2 separate regions of the Xenopus tropicalis genome follow, and region 2 is linked to region 1. A link is a contact called in public Hi-C data. All regions are on one chromosome and are shown on one strand. Each heading gives the region's core, a stretch centred on a gene start, on an enhancer-like site or on the middle of the called end of the contact. The rest is flanking DNA. Distances are from core to core; before and after follow the strand shown.

Region 1 (6,193 bases), core at 383-2,882:
CACACAAATTGACTTTGAAGCACAAATTGTCACAAAGTACTAAAAAGTTGCGGAAATTAATGAAAAAAATCGCAGAAAATACACACAGTTGTAAAACTTAGAAAAAATATAAATCTTTAGCATTCGGACTCAACCGTACTTTAATGAATAGGCCCCTTAATGTAGGCATTGGTATTATGAGGGGCACATTTACTAATCCACGAACGCTCCGAAGGCGTCCGAATGCGTTTTTATCGTAATGATCGGTATTTTGCGATTTTTTCGGAAACAGTCGCAACTTTTTCGTAGCCATTATGACTTTTTCGTAGCCATTATGATTTGCGCGAATTGTCGCGACTTTTTCATAGCCTTCGCGCTGAGTACGAAAGTTTCAGATTCATTCAAGCTTCAGTATCGTGACTTTCCTTGGGCCAGGTTGGAGCTGCAGAGTGCCATTGAGCCCTATGGGAGACTTTCCTTGGGCCAGGTTGGAGCTGCAGAGTGCCATTGAGCCCTATGGGAGGCTTTCCTTGGGCCAGGTTGGAGCTGCAGAGTGCCATTGAGCCCTATGGGAGACTTTCCTTGGGCCAGGTTGGAGCTGCAGAGTGCCATTGAGCCCTATGGGAGACTTTCCTTGGGCCGGGTTGGAGCTGCAGAGTGCCATTGAGCCCTATGGGAGACTTTCCTTGGGCCGGGTTGGAGCTGCAGAGTGCCATTGAGTCCTATGGGAGACTTTCCTTGGGCCAGGTTGGAGCTGCAGAGTGCCATTGAGCCCTATGGGAGACTTTCCTTGGGCCGGGTTGGAGCTGCAGAGTGCCATTGAGCCCTATGGGAGGCTTTCCTTGGGCCAGGTTGGAGCTGCAGAGTGCCATTGAGCCCTATGGGAGACTTTCCTTGGGCCGGGTTGGAGCTGCAGAGTGCCATTGAGCCCTATGGGAGACTTTCCTTGGGCCAGGTTGGAGCTACAGAGTGCCATTGAGCCCTATGGGAGACTTTCCTTGGGCCGGGTTGGAGCTGCAGAGTGCCATTGAGCCCTATGGGAGACTTTCCTTGGGCCAGGTTGCAGCTCCAACCTGGCCCAAGGAAAGTCACGATACTGAAGCTTGAATGAATCTGAAACTTTCGTACTCAGCGCGAAGGCTACGAAAAAGTCGCGACAATTCGCGCAAATCATAATGGCTACGAAACAGGAAACAGGAAAACCATTTTGTGGCTACTCTACTGCAAGGATTTCAATATTTTTAGATTTCTTATTTTTAATTCATATTTATTCATTTATGTTTCTTCCTATTAATAACATTGGTATCAAATATAATTTTAGGTGCAACGTTAGCCCTACGTTTAGTAACCCAGGGCAACAAAGCAAAGTTGCAGCATAGTAAATGGCAGCTGTTTCTGGAAGCTATGGGTTACAGTCATGTTATTCCTTTATCCCCTGCACTGAAAGGCACCAAGCTAACCCCTATGTCCCCGCCCTCACAGATTTGGCTGTTAATGCGTCAGGTTTTAGTGAGTCTAAACAGTCTGATAGTAGCCATTAATATGAAGTATTTAAATGATTTAAATAGATACTTTGTGCAGAACTGCTATCGATTCCCCAACAGATAAGCCTCACAGCGCCACAAGCCGCTGCCCCCCAGCACTTCCAGCTTCCCAGAAGCCTCCGCGCCGCAGCTCCCAACTCCCCGCCCAGCAGCTTCCACGTCCTTTGCTTTTCATTCATTTCCTGCTTTACGGCAACAGCGTTGCTCTGCGGCAGCGCGACTTGGCCATGGCGGACATGGAGGATCTGTTCGGTAGCGATGCCGAATCTGAGAATGAGCAGAAAGGTAAGGGCGCCTGCCCCGGTGGTGGGTTTGCATATTGTTTTAGGTACCTCTGTTAGGCCTGTAGTTTGCTATTAGGCTAAACGATATCCATCTGCAATCTTCTCTGTGCGGACAGGGCATTCTGGGAGCTGTAGTCCGCATTAGCGTGAGGCGCTCTGTTTCTCAACTTCAGCTCCCAGAATGCCCTGTCAGAGTCAGAGAGATGTGTCTGTACTAACTTGATTAATCGCTAGGAATCCATACATTGCCTTTACTCTTATTTTTATCTAAGGGCAGTGATATAAAGGAGCACCAGATCCTGGAACCATATCTTAGAACACAGAGCCCTATATGGGTTCCCAAACAGTGGCACAAGCAAGAGCTGGATCGCTTCACCTGCCTTTTCCTACATACACCTATACAGTCTTAACTGGCTGAATAGCCAGCCTTTGGGCTAGTGATTGGCAAACAGCGTCTGTCATTAGTGCTCTAATGTGACATTCAGTACATAGCATTTTCCACTTGACATTCTGTTCCTTTGCTACAGCAGGGGAGGATTATGCTCTTTTACCTTGATCAGTGCAGTGGCTGCAAGACTGATGGCATTGTTTATAAGTGACCATTGGTTGCACGAAAGATCGTTCCCACCCTCCGCTGAAGTCAGATATGGAGGTAGAAACAATAGAAATTTTACCTCCTTCTGCTGATTCAGCCCTGAACGTAGATTTTGCTCGGGCATCTGATCAAAACTTTTAACCTGGCGATTGACGAGCCGCCTTGTCGAGCCGTCATACACGCACCGAATATCGTAAGAAACGAGGTTTCGTACAATATCATTGGTGCGTGTGTGACCAGCTTAATGCTAATGATGCATTTTCCTTAGTACAGGTATAGGATCCTTTATCCAAAATGCTTAGGACCAAGGGTATTCCGGATAAGGGTTTTTTTTGATCTCCATAGCTTCCATAGTCCAACAAAAAAATCAATCAGACATTAATTAAACCCAATAGGATTGTTTTGCATCCAGTAAGGATTAACTATATCTTAGTTGGGATCAAATAAAAGCTACTCTATTATTGTTACAGAGAAAAAGCAAATCAGTTACCTGTATAAATACAGTAAAATAGTTTTTGTGTGTATATAAGAAAAGATTGATGTCTCTGTAGCAAGTGAGAAGATAAAAGGCTACCAGTAGTGTTACACCAATTTTGATATAATTGCCATTTAGGGCTTAGGAGTCAGGAAGGGTTTTTTTTCCCTCTGTAAATCAAATTAGAGATAGCATGTTAATATGTTATATATGCGGCCAATTACTGGTACTTATACAAAGAAACTGACAGATGTTGCTGCACTAAGAGGATAAATTTGATAGCTCTGTTTGGATGATCAACTTAGAGCCTTATAAGTGTAACAAAATGTAAGATGATTTAATACTGTACAGTAGTATATATTTTCTATATGATATGTAAACATTATTACATGTTTGTGTTTGCAGAATCAGACTCTGGATCTGGATCAGATTCAGATCAAGGTAATGATGGCTCAGGGAGCAATAGATCTGGAAGTGATAGTGACCGGGATGAGGATGATGATGAGCATGCTGCGGTAAAACCAAGCAACAAAGAGTTGTTTGGGGATGATAGTGAGGATGAGGTTGGGTCTCAACACAGTGGCAGTTATAACCGCTCTGAGAGATCATACAATGCATCTGAGACAGCCCACTCGGATCAAGAAGTCAATGATCAGTCTGATGCTGAACAGCACAGTGGCTCAGAAGCTCTCCATGATGAAGACAACGATGAAGATGTAGGGCGAAGGTCAGATCATAGTAGTCCTCGTTCAGAGGCTGATGGCTCAGATAAAGATGCAAATTCAGACGACGAAAAATGGGGCAGGGAGGATAAAAGTGATCAGTCTGATGAGGATGAGAAGATGCAAAACTCTGATGATGAGCTTCAGCATTCAGACCATGATGAACATAGACAGTCAGATGAGGATGGGCAACGGCCATCTTCAGATGTTGAAGAACAAGAAAATCACCAGTCAGATGATGAGGAGCAGGATAACCATCACTCTGATGATCTTCATAATTCAGATGATGAAGAGAATGATCGGCAGCATTATAATGACCGACAGCATTCAGATGGAGAAGAACAAGACCACAGACAGTCTGAAGATGAAGAAAATGAGCTTCAGCATTCTGATGATGAGCAAGAGCGTCGGCATTCTGAGGATGAACAACAGCATTCTGATGATGAGATAAATGAACGTCGACAATCAGATGATGAAGATAGGCAACATTCAGATGAAGACAATGAAAGGCATCATTCAGATGATGAGCAACAGCAATCAGATGGTGAGGAACAGGAGCGCAAATCAGGTTAGTTTCAAAGATAGGAACATGGCAGCATGTTGTTTTTTTTTTTTTTTTTTTTTATAAACCTTTGTGGCCTCGTCACCAGCATCTTATGAAGTGGGTATGGCAAAAGGACACTCTAGAGGGTTTGTACATTGCAGGTATGAATATTGCTGGGGAATAATGCTTATTTTGGTACTGATTCCTTTCTGCAGCCAGTTGGCAGGCATGAAGGTTACTGCTTCTGGCCAAACTTTTGGGCCTCTTATTAGATAACCTCATAAGACCAACAGCAAATTGTCTTAGAAAAACATCTATATCTGTGTCATATTGAAGGTTAGTTTGGCTTAGGGAGACAACTATGCAGGCTCTTAATGGAATACTTTTGGTGGTGTTCCCTGCTGGCCATACTTTAATTTAATCCGTCCGTGGCCTTTGTCTGTTAGAATGTATTTTGTAGGGGTAGGTTAGAGGCCTAGAGTGCAAATTCCACTGAAGATTTTGTAGGATGGTGTTGGGTTGACAAATGCATCCTTCAAGTCCGATGTAGTTGCATGGGTCAAAATATAATGGGAGTGATACAAAAATCCAACATGACGTGCCTGTCGGAAGGGATCGCTGCATCCACATATTCATTCGATGAAATAAAATCCAACGGTGTCTGACAGATTTTTTTTTTCTCACTGAAATACATTGACTGTTGGATGTAGATGCAGGAACAAAACAACCCATCTGAATTGACGTTACAGTCTATGGAAATCTTGTGCTGTTGCGTGCTGTAGCGTGCTGCTGCATCAGATAAAATCTGACCCATAAAATCTGATCAAAATCTCCTGTGGAGTTAAGCTCTTAAGTCAGCCCAAGTGGTAACAGGTGTTTCTTCTCTGCTTGAAATACACCAACAGAGAGAACCCTGTGTGCCATGGTCCTTAAGGAAGTATAGTAATAATATCATTAGTACTTTATGTCTATCATATGTGATGTCTAATTACTTGCTTTCTCCTTACAGAATCCCAAAAAGGCAGTGACAGTGAAGACGAAATTGGGCGACAGAGACACAAGAAAGCCATAGCATCAGATTCTGATATGGACAGTGACGATGACGAACCCAAAGGTAAAATAAACCATTTTAGTCATTTATGATATGTTTTAGTGCTAAAATATATTTTTATGTAAGTTTCAATTCTGTTTCCCAAAAGCCACAAACCTTTGCTAGTATCCTTCTATCTGTCTGATTGGCCAGAAAGCTGAGGGAATGGATGCCGTGTTAGGGGCTGTGTAACAACACAGTCCCTAACCATATATTTTAACCTATGGTAAAATATACATCTGAAATAGAAAAAGGTGTTTTTAGGAAATAAAGGTATTCTGATGTTTAATATAAAATTGACAGAACATTTTCTGTTTTTCAGGCAAACAAAATGCTTCAGATCTGTTTGGAGATGCAGATGATATTTCTTCAGGCAGTGATGGAGAAGACAAACCACCAACTCCTGGCCAACCTATGGTATTAATACAAGAAACAATATATGGAATCTGAGCCTTGTGCTCTAACTGATTAGAAACTGTACCATATAACTTCCCAAACTGTGGGTGTTCCCCACCCAGGGGCCCACTTTTATGCCAGTGGACAAAGCTATGTTTTGAATGCAGGATGCTTGTTAAGACGATGTCTATCAATATCTAACCTTGTATTTAGCTAGGATGGGCCTTGTCCTAACATTGGACCACAAAGGCTGTAAACTGTAAACTTTCCTGTTACTTAGAAGATCTCCCCAGGGTTGTTAAACATTGATGTACACTAGAAGAGGCTACAAGTATGACCCCTCTGCATAGACCTGGCTATTTGACCTAAATTTGGTGAGCCTTATATCATGTGTGTGTGGTAGCCCACAAAAGATCAGTTTTATCACTGACCCTTGCTTGTGCTTTCATATTTACATCAATAGAGCAGACCTTTGCTATGACATGTATTACGTAACCAGTATTCAGTAAGTAGATATTCTGTGCTCATCAGCAGCAAAGGACTTGTATTTTACTGTTTAAAGAA
Region 2 (6,455 bases), core at 231-2,730, 150 kb before region 1:
AAACTTACTGCTGGCATGAAATAAAAACACCCCTTTGTCTTTGCATTGCCTGTTATACTCAATTACTTTCAGTGCTATAAGCACTTGTGTGCAGCAAGTTGTTTACTGTTGGCGTCATGGCTTTGCACACAGGTCTTTGCACCTTTATACGTGCGATTCTGAATTAGACAGTGTCTGGGAACCACTAAGGAAAAAAATTAAATATAATGGAATAAAGGAAACAAAACTAAATGTGACATTCCCATTACAAAGTAAGGTTTCTAGCCAAATGTATATTGCTGTGGTCCATTTGTAATCAAGCCCTCTGTGTACTCATGTTTAACAGAATTCATTTGAGTACTTACTTAAAGGGGAACTTCACCCAAACACAACAAAGCTTTTTGAAAAGTAAACATAATAATTTCAAGCAACTTTACATCACTATACATCACTAATATTTCAAATATTAGAAAACAACGGTTACACAAAATTGCTAAACCATGGAGTCATAATGCAGAGTTATTACCAGAGTTGTGTTTGCAGAGGAAACGGTTACTTTCAAATTAGCAAGCTCCTGCTGAATTAATTTTTCTTCTTCCTAAGGGATATAAGAAAAGAAAAAGGTAGTACATAAACATTAGGGCATTGCATCTATTGGTACAAATATGTATATTATTTCCAAGTAAAGTAAATGTCTATGTTATAGGATTATACACAGACCTTCAACTTGTGACTCCTAGTACAGAGCTAAACCTGGATAACAGAACTTAATAGCCTTAACTGTTCTTCTCAACATGTTTTAAATGTTCCACAGAGAGATGGGCGCATAACAGATAAATAAGGAGAAAGCTATAATTAGAACAGGAAAGACTGAGTTTTTATGTTACATAGGGTTGAAAAAAGACCAGAGTCCATCAAGTTCAACCCTTCCTAGTAAACCCAGCACATACAAGCTATACTTACCAATCTATACACTCACATACATAACTATATATACAAACATCAATACTAACTGTAGATATTAGTATCACAATAGCCTTGGATACTATGCTTGTTCAAGAACTCATCCAGGCAAAAAAGAAATCCATGTTGCAATGGAATATAATAAGCAGGTAAAGCATTGCAGCTTTTGAACACTGGTGTTGACAGCAAGTAAAGCCAAACAGATGGAACCTGGCCCATAAGGATCGCTTGGCCCTTCCTGGACATGTTCCAGACAAGCTGCCAGTCCCTGACACATGAGGGCCTGTAAGTGCCAGACCCTTGCCCTGCCCACACCTGTCTGGAAGTGAGAGCCGTGATGCTACGGATGAGGTTTCCGAGCTTGGAACTGGCCCCGGACGGCGAGTCCTGGAGGATAAGGCCAGGCAGCGCGCTGAGAGTCCTTTCTACGATCTCACTCATCTTACTGGGACATTATCACAACAGCAGCCGGCATCTTCCTTCCCTTCTTCCGGCTACATTCAAACTCGCAAAACTTTACCCACACATGACGAAGTGTGCACTGACAGCTGTAATTATGCGCTTAGTGACCAGGAGTAGCCAGCAGGGGGCAGGCGGTACCCGCTAGTCGCTACAAGAGCATGGAACTAGGCAAGGAATTAGCTTACAACGGTATTTAACCTGCTTTCGGTCCCTTCTGAGATTGAACAGTTGCTTCTTGTATTACTATTTAAGCCAATATTTATATATTTTATATACTAAATATTGCATTTCTTTTACTGCATATCTTTTATCATTTAAATGATGCTGTTCTATGTTACTCTGTATATTACTGTATGCTGGAATAGTCTCATCTATTACCAGTGTGAGGGGTGCCCAGAACTGGAAGCTACAGGTCCCGCCCACAGTGCAGGTGCCTCTGTACATCCCAACACTATGGGGCCCATTCATGAAAGAACAATTTTTTTTTTTTTTTCAGAAAAAAACTTAATTTTTAGAACTTTTCTCTGACCACGATAATATTTGTATTTTTCGCAAAGACTAAGATCCATTTTGGAATTCGTTCAAGCTTTGGTATCGTGACTATCTTTTGGCCAGGTTGGAGCTGCAGAGTGCCATTGAGTCCTATGGAAGTCTTGCAAAATCATATGTTGAAGTTTCGGATCTGAAAATTTTGTGACTTTCGGATCACAACCACGATATTTTCGTACGACCAAGAAAAGAATTTTCGCACAATTTTCGCACATCAGAAATTATTGTGGTTACTCCAAATTTTCCAATCATGCTTTTAACCAGTGAAAATTCATGCTTTAATGAATGGGCCCCTATCTCTCTGGTTCAGAGACTGAATAGTACAGGCCATGCCATGTTATAGTTTCCTTGTTGTGTAACTGTTGTGTAGCAGTCTCTAACTTCCAGGGACACAGCTGGGTGCAGGCCAGGACTGGCAATGTGTGGATTCTGGCAAATGCCAGAGGGGCTGCTGTAAGGTGCCATAGACAGTCACTATTTATTGGGCTGGTGGGGGGCTGTTTGGGCCTCTGTGTACCTGAAATGCCAGGGCCTATTTTAAATCCCAGTCCATACCTGGCCAGGTGTATGTATTGTTAACCCGGAGTAGCCAGCAGGGGGTTACTCCGGGTTAACAATGTTGTTACATGTGCCCACTTAACAAGAGTTTGTCTTCGGGCTGTGACACTCTGGGAGATTAGTTGCAGTCACAGTTTCCTCTCAAGGCAACTTCGGCAAATTGCGGCGCCGCGTATGCCATCCCACTGGCGATTTACATTCTAGCGGTGAGATGGCATTGCGGGGAGATTAGTCGCCTGTGACAGGGAAGATTTGTCGCGTGGCTACTCATCTCCCGTGTGTCACAGCCCTTCCTGTTTCCATAAACAATTCCCATTGTCTTATTTCACTCAACAAACGGTAGCCCAGGGGATTATTAACCAATTAGAGAGGGTCTCAATGATTCCCATTAAGTAATGGGAAATGTTACAGTCATAGGCGGATTTTCAATAAGGCTAAGGGAGGCCAAACCTGCTTGGCACCTTAAAAAAACAAGACAAAAAAAAAAACCTCACTCTGTTTCTGCACTGCCCTGGAAACCTTCTGTATCTGCAAGCCGATTATGCTGTGCTCCGACTGGATCTTTCTTCTTGTGGATTCTCCAATCAGCACAGCTTTCTTGACAGACAGTAAAATTGACCAATCAAAGTACAGATGCACACAGGGATCGGGAGATTTTGCAAACTGAAGGCAGTGCAGAAATGAAGACTGAAAAGAAGAATCTGCAGCTATAACTTTACCTGAGAACCAACTCTCAACTTTTGCTGCAGATTTCATCCCACTCCCACAGGTGCTATACACAGGTACTATACACAGGCACTATACACAGGTACTATACACAGGCGCTATAAACAGGCACTATACACAGGTACTATACACAGGTACTATACACAGGTACTATACACAGGCACTATACACAGGTACTATACACAGGTACTATACACAGGTACTATACACAGGCACTATACACAGGAACTATACACAGGCACTATATACAGGTACTATACACAGGCACTATACACAGGCACTATACACAGGTACTATACACAGGCACTATACACAGGAACTATACACAGGCACTATACACAGGCACTATACACAGGCACTATACACAGGCACTATACACAGGCACTATACACAGGCACTATACACAGGTACTATACACAGGTACTATACACAGGCACTGTACCCAGGTACTGTACGCAGGTGCTATACGCAGGAGTTATACGCAGGTACTATACGCAGGTACTATACACAGGTACTATACACAGGCACTATACACAGGCACTATACACAGGTACTATACACAGGCACTATACACAGGCACTATACACAGGTACTATACACAGGCACTATACACAGGCACTATACACAGGCACTATACACAGGTACTATACACAGGCACTATACAGTTCTAAAGGCTAAATCACTAGTTGAAATTAAATAGTTTTTTGCCTGATCTGACATTTATTATATCCCTATCCCCTACCCTAACATATGAATGGTAAGTTAACTCTTTCCCCCTGAAAAAGCTCATTGTGCTTTTATATATTTGTTGTTTTTTGCACTTACTATTTTGTTTTTTTGTTTTGTTCATTTCTAGTTACAGTGGGACCAATGTTTAGTATTGGTGCCAGTGTTATAGTGCCAGGGCCAGAATATCTGCCATCCGTACCCACTGCTTCTCATGGCATGTAATGTGCTGGTTTTGTAAATACAGACTGCGTCTTACTGTATATAAGTTAACGTTTAGTATGTTATAGAATGGCCTATTCCTCACAACTTTGCAATTGGTCTTCCTAATTAATTTTTTTTATAGTTCTTGAGAAAATGTACCTTTCTCTTCTGCCTCTTTACAGCTTTCAAATGGGGGTCACTGACCCCGGCAGCCAAAAAGTATTGCTCTGTGAGGCTACAATTTTATTATTATTGTAATTTTTTATTACTTATTTTTCCATGCAGGCCCCTTAACTATTCATATTCCCATCTCTTGTTTAAACCACTACCTGGTTGCTAGTATAAATAAGACCCTAGCAACCAGATCGCTGCTGAAATACCAAAAGGAGAGCTGCTGAACAAAAAGCTAAATAACTGAAAAAACATTAAAAATAAAAGAGGACCAATTGCAAATTGTCTCAGAATATCAATGTCTACATTATATTAAAAGTTAATATAAAGGTGACCTACCCCTTTAAGCTAAGTGATTCCAAACACAAATGGATGGAGAACCCCTCACAGAAGTGCACGTATGAATACTTTTACATCCTAAGCATTTTAGGGTAAAAAAGCCCTCCCACCCGCACTTTTGCACAGAATCCCTGGGAGTCAGTGGGAACCGCAAGAGATAGTTGGGAGGTTAATTTTTTACACAAGCAGCAAATCCACTAAGGGGCAGATTTATCAAATCACGAGTTCGAATTCCGAATGGGAAAAATTCAGATTTGATACGAAAATTTCTGAAGATTGCAAATATCACGAAAATGCTTATGAAAAAATGGTATTACTCATGATAATATCGTATCGGCGATCCGAAAGTCACGGAATTTTCGCACCGAACCATTGTAAACAGCGGCAGAGCCTTTTCGAATTTTTCGCGCGGCCGCAAAAAAAACGCTGAGAATATGCTCGGAGCAGTCCAAGACTCCGAGCATTCGGGTCTTGGTAAATCTCCCCCTAAGTCTCACATTAGCTGTAGGTCAGACTCTGTATGGCCCATCTTTAGCCTCCCCAAACAAAAAAGTCACCCTCCGCCTATGGTTACAGTACAACAGAAAATACTAACTATACTGTGGTACACAATTGGACTTAAACATTTTTTATGGGTTGTCTATTTAATTACCCAATTTAATTTAGACCCCCTTTAAAAATGTTAAAAAGGAACTATCATGAAAATTAACATTTAATATAAGCTTTATCTCGCTAAAATAAGAAACTTTTTCAATATAATCAATTCAAATTTTGACCTTTTTTTGAAATACCCAAGTTACTCTTCACTATCACCTTCTCAGCATCTGTCTCTATTCATTCTCTCTTCATGCAGGATTTGGAGTGAGATTTTGATTTTTGATTGAGGGTTAGGTCTAGTGCATCCTTTGGGGTGCTCACTATGTTTATAACATATATTAGATCTTACTTTTTCAAAATAGGCATAAATACCCCCTGTCTACATGCAAGATTTGTGCCAAATTCAGTTATATTTTGTTTGCGTATTAGAGCCCCTTTTTTTAAAAAATACCCAGAAATACTCTTCCTCTACATGAAAGATTTGTGCCACATTTAGTTACTTGTTAGATTTTGTTTGTGCCAGAGTCAGTTATTTGAGATAGCTCTAACACATCTGCTAGGAAAGACATTCTAGACCTACCTGTCAATTGAAACCTGACCCCCGACTTCTGCATGAACAGAGAATGATGAGAGACAGATGCCGAGAGAGTGATAGTGAAGAGTAACTTGAATATTTTAGAAACAGGGCCGCATTTTTAATTATATGACTATAATTAGAAATATTCTTATTTCCATAATTCCATGAGATGAAGCTTATATTACATTTTAAATTTTTGTAATAATTTCCCTTTTAGCAACTTGCTCTAAATAATCAAAAATGGTTGTGTAGGGACCCATAGGGTTAAGCTCCCTATGGTGTTATCCCTTATCTTTATGTTATCTGTGTTGTAATAGGGCAGAGCCCTCTACACTCAGATTTCAGTATTAGGCTACCCCCTATAGGTTTAGCCCAGGTTGACCACTCCCCTTGTGCAGACTATATAGTGTCTGGAACAAGGAAGTGTCTTCCTCTTTGGCTGCTGTTCTCTCAGGCTGCATGTCATCGGGCCTGAGACACACGGTCTCAGTAAAGAGAACTGCCAGTTTTGTAAGTCGGGGACAGGGCCCCGTGAATGAGAACTAGCCAGCACAGACAGTTTTACTTATAGCACCCTCTAGAAGTGGTGAGAGTAGTTAGCTTA

Evidence for each region. Hi-C and Micro-C count contacts between places; a contact is called where the count stands out from the background.
Region 2: a Hi-C map of neurula embryo shows a contact between it and region 1, with 3 times the contacts expected there. The contact joins the promoter of ap4e1 here to the promoter of leo1 in region 1. A contact is called at or near these places in 3 of 5 Hi-C or Micro-C datasets (brain, gastrula embryo and neurula embryo).

The regions. Positions count from the first base shown.
Region 1 is chr3:102,303,638-102,309,830 of UCB_Xtro_10.0, reverse strand. leo1 (RNA polymerase-associated protein LEO1) reads left to right here and starts at 1,632. Exons shown (of 12, transcript XM_002936345.5): 1 at 1,632-1,808; 2 at 3,283-4,167; 3 at 5,153-5,257; 4 at 5,556-5,650. The coding sequence starts at 1,751.
Region 2 is chr3:102,451,434-102,457,888 of UCB_Xtro_10.0, reverse strand. It overlaps ap4e1 (AP-4 complex subunit epsilon-1), which reads right to left and starts at 1,480. Exons shown (of 21, transcript XM_002936344.5): 1 at 1,258-1,480; 2 at 506-577. The coding sequence starts at 1,383.